Linked DNA regions of Mus musculus: regions 2, 3 and 4 are each linked to region 1. The links are chromatin contacts, called in public promoter capture Hi-C maps. All regions are on one chromosome and are shown on one strand. Each heading gives the region's core, a stretch centred on a gene start, on an enhancer-like site or on the middle of the called end of the contact. The rest is flanking DNA. Distances are from core to core; before and after follow the strand shown. Region 1 holds the start of Slc6a20a (solute carrier family 6 (neurotransmitter transporter), member 20A). Region 2 has its middle 22 kb from the start of Ccr5. Region 3 holds the start of Cdcp1 (CUB domain containing protein 1). Region 4 holds the start of Ccr3 (chemokine (C-C motif) receptor 3).

Evidence for each region. Promoter capture Hi-C pulls out the DNA fragments that hold promoters and counts their contacts. Capture Hi-C pulls out chosen DNA fragments and counts their contacts.
Region 2: a promoter capture Hi-C map of hematopoietic stem and progenitor cells shows a contact between it and region 1, with 2.8 times the contacts expected there. The contact joins the enhancer-like site here to the promoter of Slc6a20a in region 1. A contact is called at or near these places in 5 of 39 promoter capture datasets (the C10 cell line, hematopoietic stem and progenitor cells, liver and 2 more), 1 of 484 Hi-C or Micro-C datasets (regulatory T cells) and 1 of 9 other capture datasets (liver).
Region 3: a contact with region 1 is called in a promoter capture Hi-C map of liver. The contact joins the promoter of Cdcp1 here to the promoter of Slc6a20a in region 1. A contact is called at or near these places in 4 of 39 promoter capture datasets (the C10 cell line, the HPC-7 cell line and embryonic stem cells) and 1 of 9 other capture datasets (liver).
Region 4: a promoter capture Hi-C map of hematopoietic stem and progenitor cells shows a contact between it and region 1. The contact joins the promoter of Ccr3 here to the promoter of Slc6a20a in region 1. A contact is called at or near these places in 2 of 39 promoter capture datasets (cranial neural crest and hematopoietic stem and progenitor cells) and 1 of 9 other capture datasets (liver).

The regions. Positions count from the first base shown.
Region 1 is chr9:123,677,236-123,680,341 of GRCm38.p6, forward strand. It overlaps Slc6a20a (solute carrier family 6 (neurotransmitter transporter), member 20A), which reads right to left and starts at 1,597. Exons shown (of 11, transcript NM_139142.2): 1 at 1,451-1,597. The coding sequence starts at 1,571.
Region 2 is chr9:124,142,227-124,145,332 of GRCm38.p6, forward strand. No RefSeq gene overlaps it. Among named protein-coding and RNA genes, the nearest start is that of Ccr5, 22 kb to the left of the region's middle. Within about 2 kb of position 1,630, at least 67 of the 459 cell types and tissues checked have an H3K27ac peak or open chromatin away from gene starts, as enhancers often do. A contact at or near this core is called in hematopoietic stem and progenitor cells, where this site is marked.
Region 3 is chr9:123,214,586-123,217,691 of GRCm38.p6, forward strand. It overlaps Cdcp1 (CUB domain containing protein 1), which reads right to left and starts at 1,453. Exons shown (of 9, transcript NM_133974.3): 1 at 1,243-1,453. The coding sequence starts at 1,324.
Region 4 is chr9:124,020,499-124,023,604 of GRCm38.p6, forward strand. It overlaps Ccr3 (chemokine (C-C motif) receptor 3), which reads left to right and starts at 1,473. Exons shown (of 2, transcript NM_009914.4): 1 at 1,473-1,674.

The DNA of each region.
Region 1 (3,106 bases), core at 347-2,846:
ACACAAAGATGTGAAAATCTGCCTCTGACAATTCTTTTTAAAGTCAGTTATGAAACATTAGGAGCATGTGATAGCATATGCCCTCAAATTAAAATAAACCAGAGAATTAAGAATGCACTGTTTCCTTCTTCAAATCTATAGAGTAACCTTTTGTTGAATTGATTTTGATCTGGCTGGAGTGACAGGAGGAGGGAGGGTTAGATTTTCTTAAACAAGTTAAATTCTGTAATACATTAATATTTTTTACTGTCCTGATATCGAGAACTAATGTGCTGATTAGCTTTCTCTCCACCCATACACAAACACATGCTATTAGATCTCTCCTCCCATGTATACACAAACATGCTGTTAGGTAAATAAGAGCCACCCAGAAAACTATTGATAACACTTGAAATTTTTTTTTCATTTTCCTTTTCTCTGAATGGTTTTAAGCACAAGTGCTTAAAAATGTTTTACAGTTTTGAATATGACTTCACCTGCCTCCACTTATCACATGATAACACTATTAAGATAAAATTCTATTAAAACTTTACCTTTATGGCTGCCAAGGATGTTCCACAACTTACTGAACCAATATTTTTTTTTTTTCTGAATGGCTTAGCAAGTTTCTCACATTTTGATCTTATTAAAGGCGGTAGCCATGCTATTTTCTGTCTCTGTTCATATGCTGCGTTTTCCTTTAGATGAGGTTTTAGAAAATGGAATTGAAGAGGGAGGTTTTTATGCTGAGACTTACTTCCTTCATGCCATACTGACCCCAGAACGGTACTTGGACTTCGGAAAGTCCCAGTCCCAGAGTTCTCAGCTCTTTTCCCTGCTTTAGCGGGTGCAGGGTGAGGTGTCTGTCCCACCCTTAACCCCCAGTTTCTCCCCTAGGTCAGAGGAAACATTTATAAAAACAAAACAGCAGAACCAAGAAACTAATTCTCCGGGCACGGAATTATTTGTTTTTCCCTCCTGTGATTCCAAGCCCAAACTAAGTCTTCACATCTACAAACCGATCCTTTTTATTAAGAAAAAGTAAAAGAAATCGCTCACGATCCGTTTGACTGGTGTTTCAACTTGCGGTCGGGAACTTAAATTTCGGAACTGCAAGTTGCACGACAAGTTCCTGATAAACAATTTAGTGTCCTCTTTCACACCTCTGTAGACGGCACCGCACCTTTCCTCCCGGGACAGCAGGTTCCCCGCCGGCGCCGCCCTGCACCTGCTGGAGCCACAGTTCGGACTCGGGACCGCGAGGGTCAATTTCTTAGGGCGACAGTCCCCGCGCCGCGGCGTTCTCGGTTACAGGGGCCACCCGCCCTTGAACTTGAAGCGCGTGGGACCGAACACTTGGCCGAGCTGGGGTGTTCGGGACAGAACGCCACCCCGAGCGGAGGCTCGCGGGCCGGAATGCCACCGCCGCTCGGCGTCCAGGCACCCGGCGGTCCCGCCTGTGCGCACTCACCTCCGCCGTACATCTGGCACAGGTAAGGGAAGCGCCACACGTTGCCCAAACCCACGGCGTAGGAGATGCAGGCGAACACGAACTGCAGCGGATGGCCCCACTGAGGCCGTGCCTTCTCCATGTCCCGAGCTCGCTGCTCCCCGTCAGGGCCTGGTCTCTGGCCGCCGCCGCTCGCCCGCCTTTTAATTGCTAATCTCATTAACGCGCGCGCGGGGCGAGGCCGGTGAGTGGGGAACGGTGAGCCCCACCCTAGCCTCGGCGGGCGGGGAAGGCGCCCCTCCTTGGCCCTGCGTGTGGACTTCAGAGCTCGGGGAAAGGATCATGTTTCCTCAACTTCTTACTGATTAATCGATGACAATACTATATGCCTGGCACTGCTGTGCTGCGGGAAGACACAGCAACCCCACCCCTCCAGGGCTCACATTCAGGTGGCGGGAACATTTAAATACCACGGAGTGACTCGTTCTTAACTTCTTTTGACCCACTGGGGTAATTTCCTTTAATTAATACCACCCAGTTCACCTAAGTCGGTGATGCAGGGGCAATTTAGGTAAAGCAGAGAGAGAGACAAGTCCTAGAGACAGACAGGGATCCAGGACTTCCCAGAGGAGAGATGACTTTTGCACAGAGAGGGTGGGTGTGGAGATTCAGAGGCAGATCACTCTCCTAGCACTTCTGAGACCCTGAGTTTGATCCTAGCACACATGGGAGACTTAAGGGTCTCCAACTACCGGCCCTTGCCTGCACCTGTAGTGTGGGCAGAATCAGGTTTTGAACAGCTGCCTTGAGGCCAATGGGAGTCAGAGATTCTCTTCCCTGGGCCAGGTGGAAACCCAAGAATTCTCATGTTTTTGCCAGTCCAACAAGAAGATATAAATGAACCTAACTCAGTAAAGTTTGGTACAGTGATGCAGGATCTGTTGTTTGCGTCTATATTCCACCACAGACTAAATTCTGTGACTTGGCAAGCCATTTAACATCTTTGACCTTGTTTCATCTGTAATAGAAAAAAAATCTGCCCCAACCTATCCTAGGACTTTTAACCTTAAAACAGTAAAGAAAGCAAAGTCACAACACAGTGGAAGAAACTCTAGATTCTTAAGCTTTAGTATATATATATATACTAAATATATATATTTCCTGCATCCTCCTATGTCTAGTTCCAGTCTTGTTGGTGGACATTTGTGTTGTCCAGTTTGTGGCTACTATGAATAGAACCAAAGTGAACATTCTAATATGGCAGGTAGATGGACTATTAGGAACTTTGGGACTATGTGCGGCATCAAAAAATATCAGTTCACATTCTCATTAATCCCAGCTGCTCTGCATCTTTACTGTCATTCCACAGACTGTTTTTTGTTTTAACAAAGCAAAACAAAAACAAGCATTTATTGGGACCAGGTGCCATGGCATGAGTGGAGGTCAGAGGTCAGAGCAAGTGGTCTTACCATCTTGCTGGCACTGCCATTCTGTTTTTAAAGTTCTGTCTAGATTTGTGACTTTGTGCTGATGGTTCAATTTACCCTTTGACTTCCCAGGCAACTGACAAGTTGGCTACCATCTGAAATTTCTGCCTAATCCTTTGGTCAGTTTTTCCTGGGTTTCTTTTTCTACTGATTTGCATTTGTATCCCTGCTCTGGCTATGGGCCCTATGT
Region 2 (3,106 bases), core at 380-2,879, 470 kb after region 1:
GGCAATGACCCAAGCTTCTGACCTTCAGGCTAAACTCCTCCCCAGTTACCTAGCAACAGTAAAGACCATAAAAGGGGCTGTTAGGCCCCCACCTTGCACTCTTACTTCTTACTCTACTTGTCTCTCTTACTTCTTACCCCTCACTCTCACCTTCTCTCCTCTCTGTCTTCTTTTTTCTTCTCCTCTGTCTTCTGCTCTCCTTTCCTCTCTCCTCTCTCTTACTCTCTTTTTCTCTAGCCTTTCCTCTGTCTCTGTCTCTCTGTCTCGTCTCTCTATCTCTCTCTGTCTCTCTCTGTCTCTCTCTGTCTCTCTCTGTCTCTCTCTGTCTCTCTCTCTCTCTCTCTCTCTCTCTCTCTCTCTCTCTCTCTCTCTCTCCCTTCACTCTTTCTCCCTGCCTTTCTGTAATAAAGCTCTAAAACCATAGAATGTCTCTGCTCATCAAGGCCCACTGTACTTGGAGGATGGGACAGGATTTCTCCTAATGAGCAGTTTCTAATCTCCCATTAGAAGGCCTTCCTGTGCTCCAGTCAAGATCCACAGAACTCACTCTCGCAGGTGTTGGGAACCTCTTCCCTCATCCCTCTCTGGTGGCTTTAGCAAAGTAGCTCTGGGGTTCTCAGGTAGGGCTGCCCCTTGGCCACTTCCTGAAGAGTGGGTCAGAGGCTTGAATGCCCACCCAGGGCTGAGTGGAAAGTGTATGGCAGCTCTCCCACACCTGACAAACCAGAGAATAGGTAAAACTCTGGCAGGGTGTGGGTCTTTTCCTTTCCCCTCTTCCCCGGGCCTCTTTTTTGTTCCCAACAGCACATGACATGGGTAGACAACAAAACATCCACAGCCTTGTGATGGTATAAGAATGACAGGCCACTCAGTTCCTGCCTGCATCTTCCTCAGTGATCTGTTGTAAAAGAATGAAAAACAAAACAAAACAGACAAACAAAACCAAAAGACAAAAAAATACATTTTTCTTTACAGAAAAATGCATTTCTCTTTTTTTTTTGTTCCCATGTCTGTTCTCTTCAGAATGTATGAGACCAGCCTGTGGTTTAGAGAGTCTGGTTTCCTTGAGGCGGAGGTGTTTATTAAGAACCATTCCAGACGGTGTAGCTGAATCCTTTGAGAGGACAAGATGAGGGTCATTGACTCTAGGGTAGATAGGAATGGCTCAAATCATATCCTTGAAGACTCTGAAGCCTGTGAAAGTAATGATGTGCAACCCCTCACAAGTCTCAGAAACTGTCCCTGGAGATATCTGGCAGGGAAGAAGCAGAGCTTTCTAAATGTTCAACATGTTTTAGAATCTAAGACATCCATGTAGGCTGTAGCACAGACTGAGACTCTTTTCCTGTACAATTAGAATAAGTCATAATTTAATTTTATTATAAAAACTTTTGTAAAATGAGAATGTATCTAATTTTTTAATTTTAAAATATTGAAACATAAAACATTTTTATTAGAGGTTATCCAAACCCCATCAATCTTGGGTGTCCAAATAGACATCCAAGAAGAGGAAATAGAGTAAGAAAAATGGGGGCTGGGCAGATGTCTCAATCTCTGATCTTTTTGTTCACATTTTGTGGACAGAATAAAAAGCCAACCTAATGGTCTGGTGGAGAAATAGATACTGTGCCCTCACTGGACACATGACTTCCTCTTTCAGGTTGACGTGTCCCTGTGTGGTTTCTATAGTCTTACAAAACTGTGGCTTTATAAATTTTAGTTTTCATTTCTTATTTTTCAGAGTAAATAAAATTTGTAAGAAATCCAGATTGCCTTTTCTAATTATAAAGGATGCTATGAGAGCTGTTCAGGTGCTCTCTTCAGGACCAATACACTTACCACTCCCTTGGTTACTAGGCATGGAGCTACTGAGACCTGGAACTACCTGTCCAGGCTATAATGCTTCATAGTAAGTGGATGAATATGGAAGCTGATGGAAAGGCTTGGTTCAGAACATTCCTTAATGTGGTTGGACATTTACGGACTGTTCAGCTATATAAATAAGGACATAGAGACTCTGGTATATTTTTAAAGCTTAGGGTTTAACTTGGAGCTACCCCCCAGATCCTCTAACTTGACTATTTTTCCCATGTCCCACAATGACCTGTTGTGCCTCTCCGCTCATGTTCGCATCCATCCACCTCCAAATCATCTCCCTAAATTTCTGCTTCTGCTTTTTTCCCCCATTGTCCCTTTCTCTCTAACAGAAGTCCTACCTTCCACTTCATGCCAAGCTATTGGCCCTCAGATTTTTATTAAAACCAATCAGAGAATCCCTTAGGCAAGTGAGGAAGGACAGAGACACACCTTTACGCGGTGCACTCCAACACCTCAAGGCCATCTTATCTCTACTGTCCCTTATAGTATTAGTTGAACACTGGTTGTTACTACATTATGGCTCCTTCTATGCTACCTGATTCCTCATCCTGTCCCATAGGGAAGTCTCTAACTAACAAGCTTTCCATATACATGCTTCACACCCTCTTGGAGCTCTGGATCCCCAGGAATCTAAATGATCTGATTCTTGGTTTTAGTTTTTTACTTTCACTGAAAATTACAGATGTTGACAGGTGTTAAAATGTTACCACTTGGATTCTGTGGCATTTCCCCCCATGCTTCATCTCTATGTTACCAAAAAGTAGTTCTCCAAAACTCACAACACATGAATATTTATTCATGTAAACTTAAAGAACTAACCCGGCAGAAAACAGATTGTTTCCTAAAAGTAGTTTTGGTACTTTCCCCACTAAGGACCATAGACAATTAGAATAGATGCTATTTGAAAGTTTCACCATTGTGTATTTTTTTTAAAAATATTTATTTATTTATTTATTTATTTATTTATTTATTTATTTATTTATTATATGTAAGTACACTGTAGTGTGACTTCAGACACTCCAGAAGAGAGCATCAGATTTTGTTATGGATGATTGTGAGCCACCATGTGGTTGCTGGGATTTGAACTCAGGACCTTTGGAAGAGCAGTCAACTCTCTTAACCACTGAGCCAGCTCACCAGCCCCTGTATATTCTTTATTTTTATAGACATTTTAAATGTTCTATAATGTAGTTAAAATTAGATGACTAGATAATCTATGAAAACATAT
Region 3 (3,106 bases), core at 203-2,702, 460 kb before region 1:
TGCTAGGATCACAAGTATGAGCCACCATGCCCAGTTTATAAAGTGCTGGGAATTGAACCCAGGGCTTTGTACTTGCTAGGCAGACACTCTACAACCGGGACTACATACTTTGTCCCTTAAATGGATTGAAAACTCACTCCTAAGAAAGTGGTGGCCCACATCTGTAATGAATTCCAGGAGTATGGAGTGGGAGCATGAAACTCAGTAGTTTTAAGGCCAGCTTGGGAGACACCGGGAGACCCAGAAAAACAGAAACCAAACCCTAGCTAGCAACAACAAAATATATACCACAGTGTGTCTGTGTGTGTAGTTTAAAAGGAGGTCTTAAGTCTTCCTGTTTACTATGCAGTTATATATCACCTAATGTTGGAAAAAGAAACCAGGAAGTTTTCCTGCGGCTTACGCCCAAGTCTAACCACACCGTTTTAATTTTATTCTTTAATTTATGCTAATTTATCTACCTGTCCAACACAAACAAACACCCCCTTAGTTGTTGATATTACAGACCCCAACTATGACTTGGACCGTACTATTTTTTAAAACATAAAAACCTGTGCGAGTCTGAGAAAGAGCCTCACATCAAGTTCTTACTTGAAGAAAGCTAGTTTTATTCGCGGTATTCTACTCCTAGGGCCCACAAATCCTATTCTTTCCTGGAGCGATCTCCGAGATCAGAGCAGCCTCTACTCCCAATCCAAACTACTCGAAATTCACAGGCTCCACGGAATTACACTCCAACCTTCCACCAGGGAAGAGGTGGGGCACCTGTGGGGTCTCTGCAGCTAGATGCCCGCTGCTGCCTGGTGACTGTCCGCTTGAAGCTGTCCTTAGGCCTCAGGATGAGCGGGCGCGCACGCACGGACAGCTAAAATGGTACCTCAGCGGGAAGTCAAACCACCCTCTTCTTGCACTCACTTCTCTGGCCCAGGTGTGGAGTGGGCCCGAAGAAGAAAGCTCTCCCACGTCCCAATCGAGTATCCCTAAGAGTCTCAGCAAAGTACCCATGGCACAATGTGCTGCCTGGAGAACGTCCTCCTAAGGCTTGTTCCGCGCGCTTATTTGTTCCTAGGCCAGGGAAGCTCACCCAGGTCCAGGACTCTCCCACGTGCCTGAGCGCTGGGGCGAGTCGTCCCGGGGACCTCGCCCCACCATCTAGGACTGTGCTACCAGGTCCGGATCGTGTAACCCCTGAACACGCGCCACCTCCAGGCACCTCCCTGGCCGGCCACAGGTTGCTCTTACCTGTCCCGCGCAGCAGGCGTGCTGTGCCCAGCAGCAGGGCCCCCAGCAGTGCGACTGAGAACCCGCAGGCCGAGTGGGCCATGACTCGGGGGGCGCCTCGGTCTCCCTAGGGCACGACTGTGGCCTGTGTCTGCGAGTGGCCTCGGTGGCGCCTAGGCACCGAAACGCAGCTGCGCCCCGCCCTGCCCCGCCGCTCACCTGCGCGCAGGACCCCGCCCCGCCCGCTCAGCAAGAGCGAGGGTGACCCACGCTTCCTCTGTGGCCTCCTCCTCTTCCTGCCTCAGCTCAGGTACTACCCTCCCTTGCCCGGTGGCCTTGAGGCAAATTTGTCCCCGCCTTCCCGGGCTTCAGTTCCTTTCTCAAAGTCCAAAAGACTTTGTTGCCAGCCAGCTCCTTCTCCTTCCGCTGTTCAGGTGTGCTGGTTGAGGTTCCTGTTGGTCACTGATCCCCAACCTTTTGGCTTTCTCTGTTGCTGGACAGGGGCCTAGGCCTGCTCCAGCTTCTCCCCTGCAGTGTCCAGAGTTCACCAGCTCTTCCCAGTGTCAGACAAGATAAGCTTTCCTATTTGGGCAACGAGCCCAAAGATGCCAAAGCAGGGCAAAGTTAGGACAGATGTGAAGGCACGGGGTGGGTTCTGCCAAGTTGCTGGGTTGTTCTTTATTGAAGTAAGGGTTTCACAGATGCTGGACGAGGGTGCTAGAACGAGACACTTCAGAAACCCTGCGTTGATTGTGGGAAGAGTAGATTGAATGGGTGCATGAGACTGGAAAGGCTCAAGAGAAGAAACCCAAGCAGGTGCACAAGGCCCTTAGCTGGGTTGTGAGTAGGGGAGTGGGCACAGTGCTACTGAGTTGGGCAGTGGGTGTGAGCGTGAAGGATTCTGATCAGAAGCTGGTCTGTCCTGCAGCCAATCTCTTCTCAGATATAGCTAGGTTACCTAGTTCTGGTTTAAGAGGTCTTGTGGAGTCTTCTATCCTCTAGGCCAGAGGTTCTCAACCTTTCTAATAATGCAACCCTTTAATACAGTTCCTCATGTTGTGATGACCCCCCTACCATGAAATTATTCATTGATACTTCATAACTATAATTTTGCTTATATTATGAATCTTAATGTACATATCTTTGTTTTCTGATGGTTTTAGGCAATCCCTGTGCAAATGTTATTTGACCTCCAAAGAGGTTGCAACCCACAGGTTGAAAACCACTGCTCTAGGCCATCCCATGTCCTGAATCACAGGCAGTGATGGTAGATGGTCTGGGACCTCGTGGATGGCAAGCCAGATTTCAGCCCAAAGGATTCAGTGGCCCTATGCATTTACTGTGCCCATGGCCAAGGTCACTCAGACCTTTCCAGGAATCTATGACAGAAACAGAAGCCCATGCCCCAGTATCAGTCAGAGTGTGGCCCCAATTTCTCTTTAGCTTCTGGAAAATCTGAGCTAATACTCAACGGAGATGAAAAGTCACTTCTCCAGAGCTTCATCCCTTTCTTCTCAGTTTCCAAAGAAGAAAGAAGCAAACACTCTCCAGTTCTGAGCAGCCTGAGGCAAGACCTTAACACAGCTCCATCTACAGAAGGGCCTATAAACTGGAGGTTGGGGAGATGGGGTCTCAGACTTCCGGCTCTAAGTGCACTTACCTCACTGGCAATTCTTGGATTGCTGCTGAACTAATAGAAAGAATTCTTTTTATTATTAGGGTTTTTTTTTTCCAGTTTTGTTTTGAGTCAGTGTCTCTCAATGAAGCTCTAGCTGGCTGGGAACTCACTTTGTAGACCAGGCTGGTCTCAACTCAACAGAGATTTGCTTGTCTACCTTCTAAATGCTAGGCTTAAAGGTGTACACTACCATGTCCAGCAAGAAAG
Region 4 (3,106 bases), core at 223-2,722, 340 kb after region 1:
TCTGCTATGCCTTCTCCACTATGAGATAGAAGAAATCCTTTATCTTTTAAGAAGTTCCTGTCAGGTATTTTATCACAGGAATAAAAAAGTCTAAATCATCCAACAACTTAATAGATCCCTTATGGTAAGACTGAAGTGTGGACACTATTCCCCTCCTTAGAAGTGGGAACAAAACACCCTTGGAAGGAGTTACAGAGACAAAGTTTGGAGCTGAGATGAAAGGATGGACCATGTAGAGACTTCCATATCCAGAGATCCACCCCATAATCAGCATCCAAACGCTGACACCATTGCATACACTAGCAAGATTTTATCGAAAGGACCCAGATGTAGCTGTCTCTTGTGAGACTATGCCGGGGCCTAGCAAACACAGAAGTGGATGCTCACAGTCAGCTAATGGATGGATCACAGGGCTCCCAATGGAGGAGCTAGAGAAAGTATCCAAGGAGCTAAAGGGATCTGCAACCCTATAGGTGGAACAACATTATGAACTAACCAGTACCCCGGAGCTCTTGACTCTAGCTGCATATGTATCAAAAGATGGCCTAGTCGGCCATCACTGGAAAGAGAGGCCCATTGGACACACAAACTTTATATGCCCCAGTACAGGGGAACGCCAGGGCCAAAAAGTGGGAGTGGGTGGGTAGGGGAGTGGGGGTGGGTGGGTATGGGGGACTTTTGGTATAGCATTGGAAATGTAAATGAGCTAAATACCTAATAAAAAATGGAAAAGGAAAAAAAAGAATTAAGTTCTTCTCCTATTTCTACTCTTTCTTCTCTATTCATTTTCTCCTGTCCCCTTCTGAATAGCTAACAAGAACTTGGTAAATTCATTGACCTGTACAATTAGAAAGAATATCAGAGATTATACCATATATTTGTCACTATTCCCGTCAACATTAGTTAAATGCGTCTAGTGTCCATTATCACACTAGGTTCATGGGGATATCAGCACATAGGCAAGATATGTTCCTAGCCTTGGGATGCTATGTCACGGTACAATTCAACCTACACTTTACATTGGTTGAGATCTGTACTTTACATAGAAACTTCCTTGGTTTATCTTAATTGACTTCATGACAACTGTAGGAAATAAATATCTGTTACAATTATAGAGGAGAAAACTAGGTGTCCAGCAAGGCTGGCTCAGTGGTTACCCTGAGATCATGCAGCTATAGAACCACAGTGGAAATGCAAACACATGTCTTTGTGAATTATCAAAACCTTTACTTGCTTGTCCTCATAATCTTCAGTTGCTCCCAGCAAATTTGCTGTCTCATCCTTTCCTTAAGAGGAAATTCCCACATTGTTTTTCCACAGTCTGTCCATGAGTCAATGATTATTGGGAAGTTGTTAGCCATATCATACATAAAAAAATGAGCAGTGTCAAATGGGTGAAGAGCCTGCAAGATAGTTTCTGAGTGTCAGCAGTATCCATCCATAGATAACTCAACAGAGAGCCAAGTATGTGCAGTAAATAACAAAACGGAAGAACTGTAACAAGTTGGTATCTCTCTGAAAACTTGCAAAACCTGAGAAGCTAGCCTTTTTAAAACAGGAAGCTATGATGTTTACTACCTGACTGGTGTATATGATCAAGTGTTATCTCTGTTTCATTAGCAGTGAAACTTAAGTTACTACTGGACTCATAAAGGACTTAGCAAAATTCACCAGGTACCGTTTCTTCTTTTTATTCTCTTTTGGACAAGGACATATTTAAATTCAAGAGATGTTTCTTAGACGATATTTCCAGATAGGCTTTCAGAACTCTAGGAAAGGAAAAAATGGATATATTAGTCTATGTAGGTGAAAGAAATACCTCCCAGAGCCCTCTTGATTCCAATAGAGAGGTGGTGTATAGTATTTAAAGATAACATAAGGTAGACTTAGAAAAGATTTTGCAATGTATTTCCATTTTCTTCTTGCTTTCCTTATTCCTATCCTTCTATTTTCCCATCTATACTATGATACAACATGAACTTTATAACTACTCAAGCTACATTATCTGTTACCATCCTGTACTTCTTATAATTCATAAATTATGAAGAATAGCATCATTCCAAAAGTGTTACATTAGTAGTTAGCGTTTATTGATACTGACTTGTAAGATCATCATGAAAATGTAATCTCTTGTGTGTATGTATATTAGAATGAAAATATATTTATGTATTCATGTGTATACTAAGTAATTACATATTTAAATGCATAATTAAAGTTTTTGGAAATCAACTCTAAAACTATTAGATGGATTGGTTGATGATTGCCGTGGTGTCTCTGTCTGGATTAGGTTGGCTGGCTGCCTTTGGTAGATCTATCTCTGTTAGAGGGTAGAGACAAAAAAAAAATCCATTTAGTGTTTTGAAAGACTCTAGTTTGGCTGGGGTTAGAAGTAAAATGGTTTTGGTGAGTGATTTGAGAGAGGGTGGTAGTCTTCAGTTACTAGTAGGTTGGACTCTAGCCCAAACCTGTTTTCAACCTGTGGGTTACAACCCTTTGTAGGTGGCATATCAGCTATCTTGTATACTAGATATTTATATTACAATTAAAAACAGTAGGAAAACTACAGTTATGAGATAGCAAGGAAATAATTTTATGTTTAGGGGTCATCACAACATGAGGAGCAGTATTAAAGGGTTACAGCATTAGGAAGGCTGGAAAACACTGGGCTAGAGGATCCTCTCACTCCATTCAAAAGATGGTAATATTACACTGAAGCTAGTCACTGAGTCATTTCTCCTGGAATAAGAAATGAGAGTACTCTATGACTCAACAGGAAAGAAGCAAATATGCTCATAATAAATTAAGTGAAGAGCACAGTCAATGCATAGAAGAGAGAATATGGTGACTAATAATTACAATTTAAAAATCCCTCAAAAATTCCTCAAAAGAATAGTAAATAACAACAGTAAGACAACTCTATATCCACCTAACTGGCCCGGTAATTTTTTTTTTGTTTTAATTCTTATGCATGTTGATGGATGCTTCTAAAGCTGGCACCATCACTTACAGTGCTAAGAATTTATTGTTATTATATATTTCCTGGAAGCAAATTGACAAAATGCATCAAGCTTTTTGGAAATGTTATTAGTTTGAAAAAGTGTCTTGG